Regions from separate parts of the Gasterosteus aculeatus genome. Here region 1 is linked to region 2. Evidence: chromatin contacts called from public Hi-C data. All regions are on one chromosome and are shown on one strand. The core of a region is the stretch at or near the end of the contact, and the rest is flanking DNA. Distances in the headings are between cores, read along the strand shown.

Region 1 (4,178 bases), core at 1,431-3,930, 84 kb after region 2:
AAGCTATCTTTTTTCACTCCGCCATCAGAATTAAAATACAATCACAATTGTCACATTGTACTCCCGCCAGTGGGCAGAGGTTATAATTCAAAGCTAGCAGACAGAGTTGGGGGGTTGGGTTGGGTGCTAGTCGACTTTTGGGTGGAAGGTCAACAGGGTCAAAGTATTTTAGGCTCTATGAGAACCGCTACCCAGGGGGTTATGGGAAACTGTCAGACATTCGTTTATTAATGTCTTTATTATTACTAAGACCGAGCTGGAAAAGCATTCATATGAGAAAAATATAACAGTAAAGTTACTTCACACCAACACGTCCTAGGCATGTTTATTTGGGCCACGATCCCAGTAATAATGTGCCATGAATGGGACGCATTATTGTAGTGGGAACAATGTTTGCAAATCTCTGATGGCATAGCTGACTGAGAATTTTTCTTCCAATTTTCAGCCGGCTTAGCATTTCACAGATGTGTTAATGTGGAGTGGACAGCTGCACTTTATGGCAGAATCCTGCAAGATGATCAGGATCCTTTTCATTCCCACCATTGAAGGAAGACAACTGCTTTTTCTTTGGGTCAGAAAGATGTTTTACTTGTTCCGGCTGCCAAAGGAAGGGAGAGAGACAGAGAGAGTAGAGAGAACTTTTATTTTCCTGCAACAAAGGCCTTAGTCGGACCGGCCGTGAGCTGGGATCAGTTAGACAGCTCTGATGCGCTCTCTGCAGGGAGGAAGGAGTGCGTCAAAATCACTTCCACCCTCACAGGCCACATGATGTACAACATACATGACGCGCTTGTAATTACAGCCAGTGAAATGATCTTTTACTGAACTTTCTCCCAAGCCTTAAAGAACGTTCTACACATGATTAATAACCGTCAGCTCTTGTTTGTTGACAATAGGTCAATAATCAGGAGTGAACAGTGAAGGTTGGAGAAAACTATATATATATATATATATATATATATATATATATATATATAAAGCGGTTTGACAATGGATGGATATATATATATAGTATATAGTTTATAACAAAGAGAACTAAGAAAACTACCCTGGTGGGTTTATCTCTCACGCGAGCCCACGTGTGGCTACTGGATGGGGGTCCGGTCACGTTCATTCACCACGTGTTAAACAGCTAAATCTTTGTGTGTGTGATTTCAAATAATAAAACCGAGGTAGAAAGACTCAAAGCAAAGTAAATGGTAGCTGAGGCAGTGAGACACGATACCTGTTGCTTCATCACACAGACACACGACTGGCAGACTGAAATGTGCAATGAGCGGCTGTGTGCTTTTAACAGATCGACTTCCAGCGATCTGTGTCTCTCCACGTGATCAAAACCTACTCTGAGCAACAGCATGCAACGCAAAACACAGCAGCTAAGTTCCTTGCATACGCAGCCCTTTGTTCGTACCTGCTCACAGCGAGCGCACTTGGACGGAAGGCTGGAGAGTCGGTTGTCTGATTCACACCGACGCAGCCGGACCAGGATCATTTGCAGGACGGCGCTGGTTCTTCTGAGCTCATGTCAGAGCACAGGACCCCTGGGGTGTCCATGCCCTCGTCCAATGAGACCTCGCTACCGAGTTTCACCAGGAGGCAGAAATCACAATCTCAATACTGTCTGACAGTCGGCTCCATTTCTTCTAAAAGTTGCTAGTTTTTATTGAGCCAGGAACACCAATGTGGGAGTCAGTAAAACTAGGGTTGTAGTTTGTGTGTTATTCGATATTAGTTATTACATTAGCATGTTAGATGAAATACTTGCAATATGAATCAAACATATGTAAGTCATACAATTACTGCACACATTAACATCCTGCCACGATGTAACATTAAGACCTGGGGCCGGATTCTAATTGCCGTCTTTTATGGATTTCTTCCAATTTTCTCCCCAAAGAGGGTTTATTGGGAGTTTTTTCTCCTGTCAGGTGGTGAATGAGCAAAGGATGTACAGCCCTGCGAGGCAAACATTCTGATTTTGCAACATAGAGAAGTGAGTTAAACACAATATGTGATGATTTAAGATGTGTGATGCTTTGGAGCCACAGCTGAATGATACAGCAACATGATCGCTTTAATGAAGATGTATTATCTCACCTGTCTGTGACACGGATGTGCAGGTAAATCTAGTTTCCGCACATTTGGACCATGTTGACCCTCTACACCAGAGGTGCAGGTTTCAGGTTGTGCTTGCAGAATGTAGCAATTCAGGACCCTCAGGTGGTCAACCTTCGTCTTTCTCTGAGCGCTGAAATTGCATCCCGGTCTTCTCATGAATCTTTACCTGTTTGGTATCCAAAGCGGCCTTTAACTCCACCATGCTGAAGGAAGGACACACAATCCATGGAATGACCTTTTGACCCACAGAATTGCTTTTGTAAATCTGCCAAACTACTACTACGTACTACTACGCAGCATATGACACAGCATGAGCCACTAATAATACTTATGATAATACCTGTCCTATGTTGGATGGAACTCAATGTGTCAAAACATTTGATAAATGAACAGATGCTAATGATTTGTTGTTGTTGATATGCTATCTCCCATCGAATGACCACTTAGCACCTTGTACAGAAGTTTGTCACTTGTTGAGCCATCTGCCGCTCTGACACCAATGAGACACGGACTACGCTTGTCTCCTGAGGGGGGAGACGCTGCGCTCACAGAGGCCAGAAAGCAGCATACATATTCAGGACCAGGCTCCACACCGCGCTAGTCATCCCGACCCACATGGCAACGCAGCAGCTGCATTAACCCAGCAGGAGCTTTAACAGCCTTGCCTCTGTCCATAAAACCAACAGCGTGAGGAACAGGAAATGCCCTGATGTGCATTCAAACCTCAGATGACACAAAGTCAGACTGTCCATCAAACAGGGAGGTGGGAGATCTTCTGGTTGGTGACCCTGGGACGCCATCGCCTGCCATGGGGATGCACCATTCTCATCCTCCATCCTCAAGTTCACGTTTAACCATCTGTCTCTTGTCGCTATGCACTCTAAATGAGGCCATTTTAGGATGTATTGGTATTCAGTGAGCTGCTTTTTGCATCTCAGCCTTTGGTCTTAACAGGTTGGTTTTCAGGACATCACACTACTGGGTCGTAAGTCATACTCTATACAGTATATAAATGAGTTGCATAAGAATACGGTTTTCTCTTTTAAGTCAGGGTTTCATTGCATACTACAGTGGGACAGAATATAAATGATGTTTAGTTTTTTATGCTGGTTATTGGTCTCTAGGAATCTATTGTTTTGTTTAAGTTGTATGTTGGGCAATTACACTCTGTAAGTGGGTTTTATCATCTCTGGCGTTGTGGCGCCCTCCTGTGTGTGATACAGGTAATGTGAATCTATATTGTGTTTCTATAACCACATTAGTAGCTGAGGCAGGTAAACTAAATCCCTTGGAGAGATGCCCGACAGTCCACCATGAGTGTTGACTGGATAGCAAGAGCTTGAGCACATAGTGCAGTAGAATTTAAAATGTCATACATGGTCATGTTGTAGTTCATCTTTATTAAAAAGGTAATGCAAAAATTAATGTCATTCTTTTTCATGGTATGCAAAATAATTGCTATACATCAATCAAAATCAAGTTTACAATTAAAACACACAATCTACCCCCAAAAATTACATTTCGTTATTGTATTGAAAAAAAGATGAATTAATTACAAGCGTTGTTTTTGTGTAAGTAAAACATTTTGCAAAAGTTTTCTTTTAAGTTAATTATCAATAATCAAATATCAAACAAACACACAAATATACTACAGGTAAAACATTGCAAATTCCTAATTTGACTAAAGTAAAACATACCTTTCAAAAGTATTTCATTGAATATTAAGCTGCTGTACACATTCATCCAATGAATAAAGAACAGTAGTTAATATATATGTGAAGAAAAAGAAAAAACATAGAGCATTCCTGTTGTGTCAGCAAATGGTGCTAACGGTGCTAACAGTGCTATTGTTGCTAGCAGTGAAAACGGCGGCAATATTGCTGAGACTTCTTTGCTCAGATAGACATTATTCCTCTGTATCCTTACATAGATAAAGGTTGTTTGCTGCTATCAATGCTCTGAATCGTGTATCATACACCTTTTATAAAATTAATCATATTTACATTTAATCAACATACACTACAGGGTTACAGTACAAATACACAATATTTAAGATGTTA
Region 2 (3,856 bases), core at 841-3,340:
GTTTGTCTTCATGTCAGCCCTGGGATTGACAGGTGACCCCGTCTCCCGCCGATGTTTCTTCACTCCATTCTTTCGTATTCATCCAATGAAGCAACTTGCCGAGTTGGAAAAAGATACTTTTCACTTTATTGAATGATGAGATGAGAAGGCAGCTATGGAACTTTGTAAGCCACCTGCCAGTGTTCAATCTCACTCCTGTGGTCAGAACAACCTGGAGATGAATGAACTCAAAACTGAGAGGATGACCGTGGACTTCAGGAGAAGACCCCCATCACTGCCCCCCTCACCATACTTAACAGCACTGTCTGCTGTGGAAACCTTCAAGTCTCTCCACAATCTCCAGGGAGCTGAAGTGGGCCTCCAACATCAGGAAGAAGGCCCGGCAGAAGTTGACCTCCTGCACCAGCTCAGGAAGTTTACCCTCCCTCGGGAGCTGCTGGTCCGGTTCTACTTCATCCAGATATCATCCAGTCTGCTCTCTGTCCTTCAGGCTGTGCGTGGTTTGGATCAGGTGTGCAGAGGGGATCACGGCTCCAGCCTGCCCTGCATCCTGGACTTGTACAGAGTCAGGAAACAGGGCAGGAACCATCCCTGCAGACCTTCACACCGTGGACACAACCTGTCTGGACTCCTCCCCTCTCGTAGGCGCTACAGAGCACTTCACGCCAAAACCACCAGACACAAACTCCTTCTACGCTCAGAGCGTCTCTCTGGACAAATAAATCACCTTTTTTGCACTATTACCACCTTTTGCATCTTCATTCATTCCATATTCAATGTCGCTGTTTGTGACACTATATTTACTTTTCAATAGTTATTCATATATCGTATGGTCATAAAAAAACTTTTTTTTTAATGTCTTTTTATTGTGTATATTTCTTGTTATGAAATATACTGTGTCTTTGCATGTAACCAGGGTCAAATTGCATGTATGCACGAGTATACGTGGCGAATAGAGCGGATTCCGATTCCGATTTGGATTATAATAATAATACGTTTTGTTTTGACAGCAGTCCTCCAGGATCCCAAGTACATTGGTATTTAAATATTTATGTGAAACGTGACAGACACACAAAAGAAGTTTTGATGAATTGGAGTGACAGAATGAAGCACTGTGAGACACTTGGACTCTCGATAATCTAATAAGGTTTTTTAGTGTGTTTTAGAACGTTCACACATTTTTCTTTGGGCTCAATAAACAAGTTGAATCAAAGGGCCACTGATGCACCGCTACTTCGTCCCTTTTACGCAGCAAGTCAGCGGATTGACCAAGCAGGACAACCGTAGCTCCCCCGGTGCATGCCGGTCCTACACCTGGCTGTGCGCTTAATTTCCTCCAGGTGCCCACAATATTACCCAAATAATAATCCAACTAATTATTAAAACTACGCACACTTAAATAACGACACAAAATTAAACTTAATTGACCGAAACAGGAAACATTGAATTAAATCAAACCAAAACAATTAAACAATACTACTTAAGAGTAAATAACTAAATACTAACTGTAAATGAAAAGCTCTATCTATCTTGAAATGATAAACGCGTCGTTCACACACAGCGCGCAGCTCATTTTCTCTTTTTCTTTAAAAAAAAAAAAAGACAATTAATACAAAAATAAAAACAGCAAACGAGCATTTAAAACGCCCGTCTAGCAAAGTCGGGCTGACTTTCTATATGGAATCTACATGAATGGCATCATAAATGCTGAATGAAAGGATCCACACCAGAGGAGGACGCATGGGAATAAAGCCTCTGAATCACGGACATCGTTGTGTGTCCCCCGCTGGCTGGAACCATGAGGTCTGGATGTGATGGTTGGTTGTGTTGACGATCTGTCCACCCACTCACACAATCACCGCACAAAAGCAACACAACTCGAGCTGCGCGAGCTCTTTTTTTTTTCCAATGCAACTCTTTGCGTTTCCTTCTGAATCCAATGCGACGGGACTTGTGCGCTAACCTGCGTCAAGAAAGAAGAAAAAACAACCGAACTATGAATGAAACTTTATCTGCAACTGCTGGAAAGAGTTAGCCGGGCCCATCTGGTGCGGCAAATGGCCCAACTCACCAGGGAGCGAGGGGGGGAGTGAGGGAGGGGGGGGGAGATGGTAAAGAGGGGGGAGGAGATAGAGGGTGAGGGGGGAGATTGAAAACAGTTCAGCAGCCTGGAGATCTCCACACCACCGCATGCCTCTGCAACAACTGCCGACTGAAGCCAAACCGCATTTACTCCCAAACTTTCACGCGCAGAGAAAAGAAAGAATCCCGGCAACAAGCCTGGGGCGTGAACGCTTCACGTTAGTTGGCTGAAGCGCGCACAAACACGCGCGTCATGGGAGAAGATGGATTGTAAGAAAAAGTTGAACTCGACTCGCGCACCGAAGCGGCTCCGCGGCGCACAGAGCGAACTTTGAGCGGCTCCAAAACTTCCGCCCGCGACCCGGTTCATGGAGTGCGGAGAGGCTCGTCTGCACGTCGCGCTCCCCCCCGCGGTGCCAGTCCGCTCCTAGTCTACGGGACCCCCCCCCCCCCCCACTCCAGGGCAAAGTTTTCCTCGGACCCCATAAAAGAGCCTGGGGCGGTTGGGAAGTGAAAGCAAGACGCGGCGGAAAGGTAAGCGCACTTTAGCGCGACGCTGACAGCGCCGCTGGGTTTGCGCCGCGGCCCCCTCCCGTGCGCTTGTGTTCACTTGGTGTGTTTGCCAGCGTTTCACCGGGGCTCTCCTCCCCCGTTGCTCTCATGTTCTGTGTCGCCCCGCGTGTCAGCGGCTTCACGTCTCATTTGCACTTTGAACTTATCTGACACAGGAATCCTAGAAATGTTTCGTCCTGCAACTCGATCCATCAAGGGAGGAGATGCGTTCGGGGAGCTCGGCGCCTCCCGCAGAAGCTTTTAATAGTTCTACCAGTGACCGTTCTAATGGTTTTCCACTCAAGTGAACTGAGCGGGATCTCACAATCTAAATCCAATTAAAATAAATATTTTACAACATCTGTTTCCATCATTCCACCTTTCTGTGAATGGAAGAAACTGATAAAACCATTAGGCTCATTACGCATTTCGGAGACCTTTGCTTTCTAATCTCTTAACGCCACAAAGCAAAGAAGCACCGAGCAGGAGTCTCCGCGTGGGGACGTGGGCCCGTGGGCCCGGGACCGGCCTGTGGGAGATGTGTACTTCTTGTTGAAAGATTCAAAGTTGACTGTTTGCTCTGCAGCCTGAGCAGTCAACAAACACTTGACGCCTTTGTGGGGCCCTTAAGCAGCCATATTTGCTGTTGGCTTTTCCTCCATCTAACGGGCGCTGCTAATGATCTCCAAACTCATGTGTGCGCTCTAGTCTCACTTCTGCCGCCGCTTCTTTTGGCCTTTTTCTTAAAGCTTTTCCAAAATAACACAGAGTTGTTTGCAAACATGCTGGACTCCCCTCCTTGGATTTTTTTTTTTAATATTTAAAGAAAAAATCAGTTGTGAAGTTGGAATGTGTTTTCAAAATGATGAGTTAAGATTAAGAAGAATTCATCTTGTTAAAAAAAAGGAATAGTTTGGAAAATGTTTCAAATAATATGCATGTTTTAAACCGGCCGAGACTTTTGTGCATGTGTATTTTCCGCTTCACATGATGACAACCCCGGTCACAGCCGAGCTGATTTGCATGAGAAAAAAAAAGAAAAAGTTTTAGTGCATTTGGCCATTGTGAGGAATGAAGAGTTCCAACAGTTAGGGCCGACGGAGAGTGAAAGGAGCGAAGAATGGATGAGCCTATTCAGCTCATTCAGGGGGAGACCCATAGTGGCCATGTCACTTTCATCTCCCCAGGCCTGTGTGCCTGTTGTCCGCTGCTTCAGCCCCCG

The links. A called contact is a pair of places that touch in the nucleus more often than the background predicts.
Region 1: a Hi-C map of liver shows a contact between it and region 2, with 4 times the contacts expected there. The contact joins the enhancer-like site here to the promoter of gli2a in region 2. A contact is called at or near these places in 5 of 6 Hi-C or Micro-C datasets (liver, skeletal muscle, tail fin and 1 more).

The regions. Positions count from the first base shown.
Region 1 is chr16:2,012,006-2,016,183 of fGasAcu3.hap1.1, forward strand. LOC120834422 (sterile alpha motif domain-containing protein 9) reads right to left here. Exons shown (of 4, transcript XM_078090663.1): 4 at 3,499-4,178. Among protein-coding and RNA genes, the nearest start is that of LOC120834422, 9.9 kb to the right of the region's middle. Within about 2 kb of position 2,681, at least 3 of the 9 cell types and tissues checked have open chromatin away from gene starts, as enhancers often do.
Region 2 is chr16:1,928,682-1,932,537 of fGasAcu3.hap1.1, forward strand. gli2a (GLI family zinc finger 2a) reads left to right here and starts at 2,091. Exons shown (of 14, transcript XM_040201991.2): 1 at 2,091-2,616.